Regions from separate parts of the Mus musculus genome. Here region 2 is linked to region 1. A link is a contact called in public HiChIP or PLAC-seq data. All regions are on one chromosome and are shown on one strand. Each heading gives the region's core, a stretch centred on a gene start, on an enhancer-like site or on the middle of the called end of the contact. The rest is flanking DNA. Distances are from core to core; before and after follow the strand shown.

Evidence for each region. HiChIP or PLAC-seq counts read pairs in DNA pulled down with a chosen protein or histone mark.
Region 2: a contact with region 1 is called in an H3K4me3 HiChIP or PLAC-seq map of embryonic stem cells, with 42 read pairs. The contact joins the promoter of Myh7 here to the promoter of Pabpn1 in region 1. A contact is called at or near these places in 20 of 39 promoter capture datasets (the 3T3-L1 cell line, the C10 cell line, the HPC-7 cell line and 15 more), 60 of 484 Hi-C or Micro-C datasets (the 63-12 cell line, the AML12 cell line, the BV-2 cell line and 36 more), 20 of 115 datasets of contacts at active chromatin or transcription factors (a beta-TC-6 cell line, bone marrow-derived macrophages, craniofacial prominence and 14 more) and 7 of 9 other capture datasets (adipose tissue, embryonic stem cells, embryonic tail and 4 more).

Annotation. Positions count from the first base shown.
Region 1 is chr14:54,892,047-54,897,764 of GRCm38.p6, forward strand. It overlaps Pabpn1 (poly(A) binding protein, nuclear 1), which reads left to right and starts at 2,097. Exons shown (of 7, transcript NM_019402.2): 1 at 2,097-2,448; 2 at 2,802-2,916; 3 at 3,583-3,650; 4 at 3,771-3,877; 5 at 4,906-4,993; 6 at 5,075-5,226. The coding sequence starts at 2,110.
Region 2 is chr14:54,991,158-54,996,610 of GRCm38.p6, forward strand. It overlaps Myh7 (myosin, heavy polypeptide 7, cardiac muscle, beta), which reads right to left and starts at 3,392. Exons shown (of 41, transcript NM_080728.3): 1 at 3,354-3,392; 2 at 2,431-2,468; 3 at 2,147-2,202; 4 at 1,516-1,724; 5 at 1,083-1,226; 6 at 681-837; 7 at 559-586; 8 at 1-43. The coding sequence starts at 1,716. The region is part of intron 6 of Gm31251 (a long non-coding RNA gene); the gene reads left to right.

The DNA.
Region 1 (5,718 bases), core at 847-3,346:
TTACACATGTGTATCACAATGCTGAGAGGAAAATAATAACCTCAGCATGCTCCTCGGGTAGGAGGATCTCAGGTGTAAGGCCAGACTATATAATACAGCCCTGTCTCAAAACAAAAACAAAAACAAAAAAAAAACAAAAAAACCAACCAAACAAAAAAACACACAGCCGGGCAATGGTGGTGGCGCATGCCTTTAATCCCAGCATTTGGGAGTTTAAAGCCAGGCTGGTCTACAGAGAGAGATCAAGGAAAGCCAGGGCTACACAGAGATCCTGTATCAAACAACAAAATTCAATCTAAAGGATTTAGGGGAATATGGTTTTGCAAAGGTTATTTAACAGATGGGTGTGGCAGCACACACCTTTATTCCCAGGGTTTAGGGAGTAGAGGTAGGTGGGGTCTGTGTGAGATTAGGTCAGCCTAAACTATAAATTGAGTTTCAGGCCAGTCAGTCAGTCAGTTAGATCCTGTCTCCAAACACCACCATCATCACACGAAGGCATTTGGTAATCACATTTCCCTTAGTTAACCTTGCTTAAATTGGGTGCCAGCAAACCCTTCAGATTTTGAATTGGCTGGAATCGGTGTAAGGTTCTTTGGAACGCATTTGGTGCCTGACTTCGGTGATCAACTTCAGTTCAGATGGATCCGCAGCAAGAGTGCGACTCTGCTTCCAGCTCCCAAGCTTCTGAGGTAAGGCCTGCAACTGTGGGGTCAATCAGCTGTGCTTCCGACTTTGCTTTTGCCCCACTCCCCTGGTGCGACCAAGTTAGCCATTTTGATTGTGCTTGTATGAATCTATCCCTCAGACTTGTAGTTTGGTCTGTCTACAAAAAGTCCGTCCTCTTGCAGATTTAGCACTACTGTTCTTTAATTTTTATAAATGTGTGGAATTTCTTCTGGAGTGTGGGTATCATACTATCGTCTCCAGGGCCAGATCTCATGGTTATTTGAAGGTGCAGAGCTGTCTTGAGAATTTGCATGGAGAATTTCCCCCAGTGGTCTTCAAAGTGGTTTGGAAGCTAGGAAATTACACCTAGAAGTTGCAGTCACCCAATAATCACACAAATTTGCGGATAGAAATATAAACAGGACTTGGCCCCTTGTCTGCGGGCACTCTGCTTAGCTAGGAAGGAGCACAGAACGGTTAAGAGTGCAGTGGAAATAGGCCCACTTGTCTCAAGATAAAATGGGAAACCTGGTGGAAGGCATTCTCACTGAGGTGGTCTGGTTTAGGAGAAACTGCACATATGGGACTAAAGCTGTGAACCTCGGGTAAACCGGGGAAAGTGTGGAGACCATACTTGCAAACTAGCCCTAAGTAAGGAATTTTTGACACGTCAGCTGGCCAAGAAAAAGAGGGTGTTGTAATAAGTTAGGCAAGAAAACTGGCTGAATCTTAGTCTAAAACAATAACCTATGCAGAACAACGGGACACAACTCCTAGTGGGAGTGAGGTTTGCTGATCCTTACTTTTTTTTTATTTTTGAGGTTACTTTTCTATGTAGTGTTGACTGGCCTGGGAACTCATTCTGTAAGTAGTCTAGTTTTGAACTCACAGAAATCTACTTGCCTCCGCTTTCTGAGCGCTGGTATTAAAGGCGTACGCCACCACACTCCGCCTAGGAATTCCCTAGTTTTAAGCCAGGCCATCCTTTCGAGAGCAAGGTTCACCTGTCGCACAACGGGTGTCTGCCCGTCGAATCCCATAAGCCAATCGGCATCCAAGAATGGGCCACTTCGGTGAGGCGTTTGGAAGATTGGTCCTTTTCGCCTCACCAGTCAGAGGCCAATTGCGGAGCATCCTCCATGTTGTGGGCCCGCCCATGGGTGGAGGATGAACGGAAGGTCGTCACAGTGCGGGCGTATTGTTACCTAAGGACTCAACAGGAGGTGGGGTGTGTTGATTGACAGGCATATTTCACCTACCGGGTTTAGAGAATTTGGCACAGTGGCCCGCCTTAGAGGTGGGGCCTCGTTTGATTGCCAAGTAGAATTCCCCAATAGTATTCGAGCTCGGGGTAACGGGCAGGCTGACTGACTAATGAATCCTCGGCGTGGCCGGCTCAGTTCTCCAATCGCCGATCGGCGGGCCCCAGTCTGAGCGGCGATGGCGGCGGCGGCGGCGGCGGCAGCAGCAGCGGGGGCTGCGGGCGGTCGGGGCTCCGGGCCGGGGCGGCGGCGCCATCTTGTGCCCGGGGCCGGTGGGGAGGCCGGGGAGGGGGACCCGGGGGGCGCAGGGGACTACGGGAACGGCCTGGAGTCTGAGGAGCTGGAGCCTGGGGAGCTGCTGCCGGAGCCCGAGCCCGAAGAGGAGCCGCCCCGGCCCCGCGCCCCTCCGGGAGCTCCGGGTCCTGGGCCCGGCTCGGGAGCCCCCGGCAGTCAGGAGGAGGAGGAAGAGCCGGGACTGGTTGAGGCCGACCCCGGCGACGGCGCCATTGAGGACCCGGTGAGGGGAGGAGGGCGAGCGAGCGGGCCGGGTCATGGGAGGCCCAGAGCACGGACAGGAGGCAGGCAGGCGGGGGGTGGGGTTGGGCGGGGAATAACGTGGCTGGTGGCGGGCCGAGGCCGTTCGTGAGCGGCCTGGTGGGGCATCATGGGTGTCTAGGGTGGCTCTAGAGAAGGTAAATTGACTCTTTTCATTTTTTCTGCGTGTTTTTTTTAAATAATATTTTTTATTTCAATCACGACCCTCGCACGAGGCGAGGGAAATGGCCGAGCACGGCTGTGGCCGGGCCCAGACAAAATGTACGGCACAGCCCCTGCGTCTGGTTAACTGCATGCCCTGCTCATTCATTGTAGGAGCTAGAAGCGATCAAAGCTCGAGTCAGGGAGATGGAGGAAGAGGCTGAGAAGCTAAAGGAGCTACAAAACGAGGTAGAGAAGCAGATGAATATGAGTCCACCCCCAGGCAATGGTGAGTAGATCGCCTCATGCACGCACAGTCCGGATCTTTGGTTGATAGGGTAGTGGGGGAAGACTGCAGCGTGGCAGAAGCCGGGGACCTTGAATGAAGCTGCTCGTCTGAGCAATTTTTTCTGGGCAGGTGCTGTGGTCATAGTCCATTACGTGTTCTACTGACCTTTGTTAGACACAAGCCGTTTTGGTGAAGAGATAGTCTTGTGCCTTCCTTTGTCTCATTTATAAATGTGTTTCTCTTTGTTCTTAGTTTGTCTGTACCCTTCTTGGGGCGATTATCAGCTGGCATTTGACCTTCAAGTCTTAACACTTTTCAGTTGGAGACCCTTTAGTTAGGACTTAGGAACTGACTGGTGGCTGTAAGGGAGGGAGTTCTTTAAAAATGTTAGATTTCAGTCCATTCTGTTTTGTTTGCTTTGAGGCATTTCAGCTAAAGCTGAATAGAGACTCGACTTGAAAAACGTAAAATCTTAACACCGTTTTTTATGGTCTTTTAAGAGGTAGTTTCTCTAATGTATATTGAAACCTACTATGTGCTAAACACTGTTATAGGTAATTGGTATAGTAGAAGTATACCCAAAATTTAGCCTGCGGGTGGAAGTGTGTGTGTATTGATCGAGCAGAAGATGTGCTTGCCTAAGGTAATTTTTTTCCCCTCTAAAAGCTGGCCCAGTGATCATGTCTCTTGAGGAGAAGATGGAGGCTGATGCCCGCTCTATCTACGTTGGCAATGTATGTATCAAGGAATAGTCTGCTTTGGGTTTTGGGGGGGACTTTTGTTTCTTATTCCTTACTTTGTTATGTGTTCAAATTGGAGTTTCCCCAGTACTTGTCAAGTGTTCCTTTCCTTAGGTGGACTATGGTGCAACAGCAGAAGAGCTGGAAGCCCATTTTCATGGCTGTGGTTCAGTCAACCGTGTTACTATACTCTGTGACAAATTTAGTGGCCATCCCAAAGGGTAAGTAGGAGGATAAGTTGAGATCATTTTACTCACATTTTAAAAATACGTGAAAAATACATGAGCTCGGAATCGAACCTAGGACCTTGAACATGCTGATGTGTGCTGTCAATCTAGTCAAAAGAGTGTTAACTCGTTTTAAAGGTTCTTATATATGTGGTCGGTTGGTTTTGTTTTCAAGTCAGAGTTTCTCTGTTTAACCCTGGCTGTACTGGAATTACCTCTATAGACCAGGCTGGCCTTAAACTCAGAATTAAACTGGGATTAGACTTCAGGTTTATACCACCATGACTGGCCTAACTTGAGCTGGGCGTGGTGGTGCACGCCTTTAATCCCAGCACTTGGGAGACAGAGGCAGGGATTTCTGAGGCCAGCCTGGTCTACAAAGTGAGTTCCAGGACAGCCAGGGTTACACAGAGAAACCCTGTCTCAAAAAAACAACAAAACCAAAAAAAAACATTTCCCAAAGAATAGTAATTGCTTATTAAAACAAGTAGGTTTTGCCTGTTAAGTGTCTCTATATATCAGTAGTTGTATATTAAATGCCTTCAGAGACCAGGTAATAAACTAAAGACTGGGCAGGGGTGGGATTGTAAACTAGAAAGGGAGGGCAGCATTAGTCAGCACCAGCTGTTTGTGTATGGCTATATAGAAATCTGGGTCTTGTTGATTTAATTTTGGTGCTACTGGAGACTGAACCTTTGGACTTAGAATGTGTGCTAGGCAGGTCCTCTTACTGAGGCATGTCATACACTCACACCTTTTCAAACTTTTTATTGTGAAATGGGTTCTCTTAAGTGGCCCAGGTTGGTCTTAGCAGCTCTGTAGCTTGCACAGACCATGAACTTAGGTTCCCCTGTCTCAGCCTACTGAGAAGCTGGGATTATAAACTGTTCATTATACTCAATAATGTTTAGAAGTTTTTAAAATGTTAGCATACTATACTTCCAGTTAACTGTATTACAAGTTGGGTTTAACCTGTAAGCTCTTTGTAAAGTCTGATAAAATGGCCAGATTATTCTTTCCAGGTTTGCATATATAGAGTTCTCGGACAAAGAGTCAGTGAGGACGTCCCTGGCCTTAGATGAGTCCCTGTTCAGAGGAAGACAAATCAAGGTAAGCATAGTGCCCTGGCTATCCGTCCTGTACAGAGTCTCTGGCTTGACTCCAAGCCTTTGTGTTCTCTGTCCTTTTCAGGTGATTCCCAAACGAACCAACAGACCAGGCATCAGCACAACAGACCGGGGTTTCCCGCGCTCCCGATACCGTGCCCGGACTACCAACTACAACAGCTCCCGATCTCGATTCTACAGTGGTTTTAACAGCAGGCCCCGGGGTCGAATCTACAGGTCAGGATAGATGGGCTGCTCCTCTTCCCCGCCTCCCATGAGCCCTTAGGCTTCGTTCTCTCCTCACCTGAGGACCCTTACTCCCTTGTCCTCCCTTTGGTTGCAGGGACTTGGTCCTGCTTGTGCAGAGTAAGGAAATAGTGGCAGGCCAGTTCTGGGTTTTCTTGAACAGAAACTGATGAGGGTGGATTTGTTCTGAGACGTTTCCTCCCTCAGCCTTCTTTTGGGAGTTGGTGGCAGTGAGAGTTTATTTGCCCTGAGCTGTGAGGAGGCCTCAGGGTAGGGAGAGCACTGTTTGGACTTGGTTATTTTTCCCATGTGTGGAAGGATCCAGCTCCTGGCTGGTCCTCCCACAGCTGCGTGGGAGGACTGTTCCCAAGGTCAGCTGTCTGATGGGGCCTAGTGGCTCCAGAGTGTGGCTGGGCTTCATTTACTTCTGTCCTTGCATTTCAGTCCCACATTAAGATAAACCCTGCCTTTTTAGCAGATAGG
Region 2 (5,453 bases), core at 2,142-4,641, 100 kb after region 1:
GACCCTCTTAGTGTTGACAGTCTTCCCAGCTCCGGATTCTCCGCTGTTGTGACAAGCAAAGGCTTAATAGGCAGTAAAGACACTGGTTAAGACCAACGAGCCTCAAGCGAGGGAGAGCACCTAGTCTAGTAGAGAGAAGGTGCTCAGATCAGGAAGTTGTTAGGGACTGGGACATAGGATCAGGTTAACCAGCAGGAAGACGGTGCCACAGAGGACAAGGAGAGGAGAGGGCAGTTTGGGAAGAGTAAGTGGGGAGGAGAGAAAAGGTTTCTAAAGTGAAAGATAAGGAAAATGAAGAAAGGCGATACATGGGCTTTTCCAAATGAGCTTATACATGAATGAAGAGTCAGAGGGAAATGGGTGAGGAGGCAAAAGGAGAAAACAAGAGAAAGATGGAAAACAGAAAGGGAGAGAGGCACAAAGAAAAGAGTTGGAGCAAAGACCAGAGAAGAAAGAGATGGGCATGTGGGTGGAGAGAAAGAGGGCCATAGGTGCATGCAAAGGAGTCTGGGTACTCTCAGGGGATTCTGGGATCAGGGATTCTGGAGCTATACTCACGTGATGAGGATGGACTGATTCTCCCGATCTGGAAGAGAGAGGAGGAGAGGCAATGGGTTGAGGGATGCGAGTCCAGGTGAGAATTCAGGTTGAGGGGACCCAGGTCTGAGCACCAGGCTTACCTGTCAGCATGTACTGATAGGCGTTGTCAGAGATGGAGAAGATGTGAGGAGGGGCCTCGCTCCTCTTCTTGCCCCGGTAGGCAGCCACCACTTCCGCATTGTACACAGGCAGCCACTTGTAGGGGTTGACGGTGACGCAGAAGAGGCCCGAGTAGGTCTGAGGGTAAGGAAGAGCAAGTGAGGGGTGGTTGTCAGAATTAGAGAAAGACCCCAGGAGACAATGGGAACAAAGGGCGAAGCGCAGAATCAGTCTGGTTTTATAACGGAGCCAAAGGAGCAGGGGCTGGTGTAGAGTGCCATACTCCTTGGACACAGAGCAGGCAGGTAGGTGGCTTGGCTTCAGGAGACTGCTCTTGCCCAGGAAGCTCTGGGTTCTGGGTGATGGACCGGTGCTGCACTCACATAGATCATCCAGGAAGCGTAGCGCTCCTTGAGGTTGTACAGCACAGCCGGCTCATGCAGGAAGGTCAGCATGGCCATGTCCTCGATCTTGTCGAACTTGGGTGGGTTCTGCTGCATCACCTGGTCCTCCTTCACAGTCACCGTCTGGAACAGCCCACAGAGGCCCTCATGTCAACCTGTGTCTGCCCTGCTCTATCGGCATGAGGGCAGCACGGCAAGGTATGGAGTTGGGGGCAGGGGGGGGGTGTATAGCTGAGGAGAGACTGGAGTTAGATGTTGGGAGTAAGGAGACTTTTGGGAGAGTTTGGACCCCCACCCTACCCAAAGGACGGGAAGCTTGGGGGTCCTCAGGTGTGCACGCCTGTCCCCTCTCTGGGCACCCTAGGTATGGGGCTCTCTTGAGTGGCCTCCCCACACCAGTCCCGACACCTACCTTGCCATTCTCCGTCTCAGCAGTGACTTTGCCACCCTCTCGGGACACGATCTTGGCCTTGACAAACTCTTCTTTGTCATCGGGCACAAAAACATCTTTCTTGAGGTCAAAGGGCCTGGTCTGTGCCTCCAGCCTCTCCTTCTCAGACTTCCGCAGGAAGGGGGCTGCAGCCCCAAATGCAGCCATCTCTGCATCCGCCATGGCTGAGCCTGGGGTGAGGAGCAGCTGTTACCTATATGCCTTCCCGCACCTTGGGCTCTCCCGCTCAGTGGCAGCTCCCAAATCCAGTACTGTGCTCAGCACTCAGGAGTTTACCCTTCTCCAGGCTCACCCCTAAACCAGAGAGCAGCCTGGCAACTGTGCCAAGGCAAGGGGGCAGCTTTACTTTCGTTCACTTGGAGCACTCTTTGAGTGTGTCCTGACCGTATTTCGGGGAAAGAACTCTGTATCAATCTCTGACTGTCAATAGTCCCTGCCCCTCACTGGCCCTGAGTATGAAGCTTCTGGACACCAGGCCATTGTCTCTGAGCAGGCAGAAAGGAACCTGCCAGGCTTTGGGCTTGGGGCTTTGGGCTTTAACTATGTGCAGTTTTACCAGATCTCCCAACATTTGGACTCCAACTTTTCTCACCTTGGATTCTCAAACGTGTCTAGTGATAGAGAGGTAAGCCCAGGCCTGTAGAAGAGCTGGAGAAAGGGAAGAGACGGTGTCAGGACAGGCTGTGGCCCAGCCTGGCTTCTGGCACCTCCCTCCTCTCTGGCTCTGTTCTTCAGCACGTGGAAGAGTGATTAGCAGCGCTGGTCAGCCTTTCTGGTCACTGGCATCCTTCCTTTTCAAGCTCTATCTCCTTTCTCCCAAAGACTAACAACCTCCGAGCCCCAGTCCTCCGCCCTTAGGGGCTGTTCTACCCTTACCTGTACTCCTCTGCTGAGGCTTCCTTTCTCGGAGCCACCTACAACACAACAATAGTCACAATGCACTCTTGCTGTTCACTCTCGCGGCTGCCCCTTGGGTACGTGAGGAAGTGGAGGCTGAAGCCTTACTTTTCTCAGAGCACAGGACAAGTAGCAGAGTCCAGATTTCAGACTCGAGCCTCATGATTCCAACAGCCCTCTGACTACCCTCGCACACCCCAGCCTCCCCTGCACACGCCCTGATAAATACACATGCCTTCTGCTTGTGCCCACACTTGACGTGAATGTAAACTTCCTTCCATCCTCAGCACACATGCTCCCCACAGTGTTCATGTGCAAACAGCCCAGCACATAGGCAGGCTCCTGTGGCTGCGTGTTCTTCAGCATACGAAGACCAGAGCCCCCCACACCTGCATGTCTGTGAACTGCTATTTCAGAGACTACACGCAGGGTCATATCCTACATAGTAATAACCCCTCTATGTACAGTCAGACACTTCCCCAAACATAGGCAGGCTCTAGTGTTCACAGAACTGGCTTCCTTAAGAGTTATTCTCCATCATTCTGTCCCTCTTCTGCCAAAATGCTTGTAACCAGGCATGAGGTACCTTATGTGATAAAATATAAACTGATCCTTACATTTAAGATATGTGTGCTTGTACTTGCGCACGCACACATGCACGCACATGCTCACACACTGCTATTGCATTCTGGGCCATATGCACATATAGATATCCACCCCCCACCTTGGAACACTTGGGCTCCCACATTCCTACGGCACAAGCATGCGTATTTAGATCTGCACAGGAGTGTTCAATGATAACCTGGTACTACATGCCAGAAGCCCGCTGCTGTTCTAGAGGAATCACTTCCTGAACCTGGAGCCCCTTATCCCAGAGGGAAGCCTCCAGCTCCCACTCCTACCTGAGGGTAGCAAGTAAGGAAACAGCAGGAGAATGCTCAGAGCCAGACCTGGTCTCAGGGGCTGTATATATGGGGCAGCAGGGTGCCCCATCCCCCACCTGCACCCAGTCCCTAGCCAGATTTAGAAAGGGCTGTTGTCACTAAAAGCATTTCCCCCGACTCTCCCCCCCTTCCCTTGTCCAAACAGTACTCCCCCCTCCTCCCCCAGCTAGGAAACAATTGGAAGTGGTCGTCATTGTTGTGGCATGGCATGTTCAGGGTCTGAGTTCCAGGGGGTGGGGCAGCTTAAAGTGAAGCAAAAATATCTCTAACATTCCACGGCTCACTAGAGAGTAAGCTGACCACGACCACCACGACCTCAAGCAGGCAGGGCCCTGGCTGGCCTGCAAGAGGGTCCTGCTGACCCTGGCATTGCTGCCCCCTTAGAAGCCTTGCCCCCAGTGCTAGCCTGGCCCTATTTCCAGTATCCTCCCCACACTCCTGGCTTGAGTCCTGCATCTGTCTGAGGTGGGAAGGGGTTGGGTCACAGCAGCTGAGAGGGGCAGGGCAGAGTTGGGGGCATGGCTCTGGTATGGTGGTTGGATTGGAGCAGATAGAAGGTAGTAGGTTCCTGTTAGGACCAGAGAGTTTGGACACAGGAATTCTGGCTCACACACTGCTTTCCTTGGGCCAGCAGGCAATGTGTCCCTGGGATCATGGTGCTTCAGAGCCAGGCAGATCTTTAGTGATCCATTTAAGTGCTTTGCTTTAGGGGGTGGGGGTGGGGGTGGGAGATGCTTCCTCTAAGATTGCACAGCTTCAGCGAAGCAAAAGTGGGGAACCTCAGCAGATAGGAAGTTGATCCCAATCAGGGGAGGAGGGCTAGGGATGCTAAGAAGTATGCCAAAGCTGTTTGGGGAGGAGGACCAGTTGCTCATGGTCCTGCTTTAGAGCCCTTTCCTGTTCTAGCGCTGCCCTGCAGATTTTCGAGGCGCAAGGCCTGAGCCTCCCAGGGTTACCCAGGGCTGTAGATGATATGGCTACGGCTGCCTGGTCCACCTGGCCTCTGTCTAGCCGTGGGTGCAATCTTTGTTCTTCCTAGTGGAGAGAGGGACAGGACAGGAGAGACCTTGTCTTCCCCTGCAGGCCCCGGGAGCAACGCTGGCACCCAGCCTCGTTCTTGTTCTTCCAGCTATAGAAGCTTCACTGCTCGGTGTCTAGGCAACAGACTCAGGGTTTAGTTTGAAATCCCCTTTCTTCCCAAACACAGCTCTGAGCGCATGCGGATTAATCCAGTTGATTAGATGTCAGTTTGAAGGAGAGAGGCAGGCCTGGGGGATGGGCTGCCAGCAAAGCAGGTACATTGTGAAGGTGGGGTAGGCATGGCAGGGAAAGGAAAAATCCAGGAAGGGCTTCTGTGGGGTTTCTTGGTAACCAAAGCAGGGGTAAGGATGCTGAGCAGCTGTGTGCAGTGTGCAGGGGGAAGGCAGGGGGAAGGTGGGGGGAGGACCACAGACTGTAGGGGCTGCACCTCAATGCAGCTGCAGCTCCGCAGTCCTCAGAATGCAGTTGCAGTTGCTGAAGAACTGGTCTTGCGACCCTGCCAGGTATTAATAGAGCAGCCTCCCTAGGAGGAACCTCCAGGGCCGAAGGAAGGCTAAAGCTCTCCCAGGCTCTTCTTTTTTTTGGGGTGGGGGGTGGTTTGAGACAGGGTTTCTCTGTATAGCCCTGGCTGTCCTGGAACTCACTCTGTAGACCAGGCTGGCCTCGAACTTAGAAATCCACCTGCCTCTCCCTCCCAAGTGCTGGGATTAAAGGCGTACCACCAGGCTCTCCCAGGCTCTTCTAGCTTTCCCAACAGAAGAAGGTGCCTTCCCGCCATGCTCTGGGAGAGGGCTCAGGCACAGGTGCACGCACTGAGATGGATAAAGAAAGCTTGGGACTCAGGCGAGCCATTTTAAAGCCAGTGTCTTTGAGTGGGGCCAACCTGTGTGGCTGTGGGATTAGGTAGCCATCTCTACAACTTAGCCACACACCCTTTCCCCCTTCTTTCAGGTTTGGAGGGCTTTGGTCTAAAGGTGTTTTTGGAGTATTGTTCTCAACTCTGCAAGGCAGAATTTA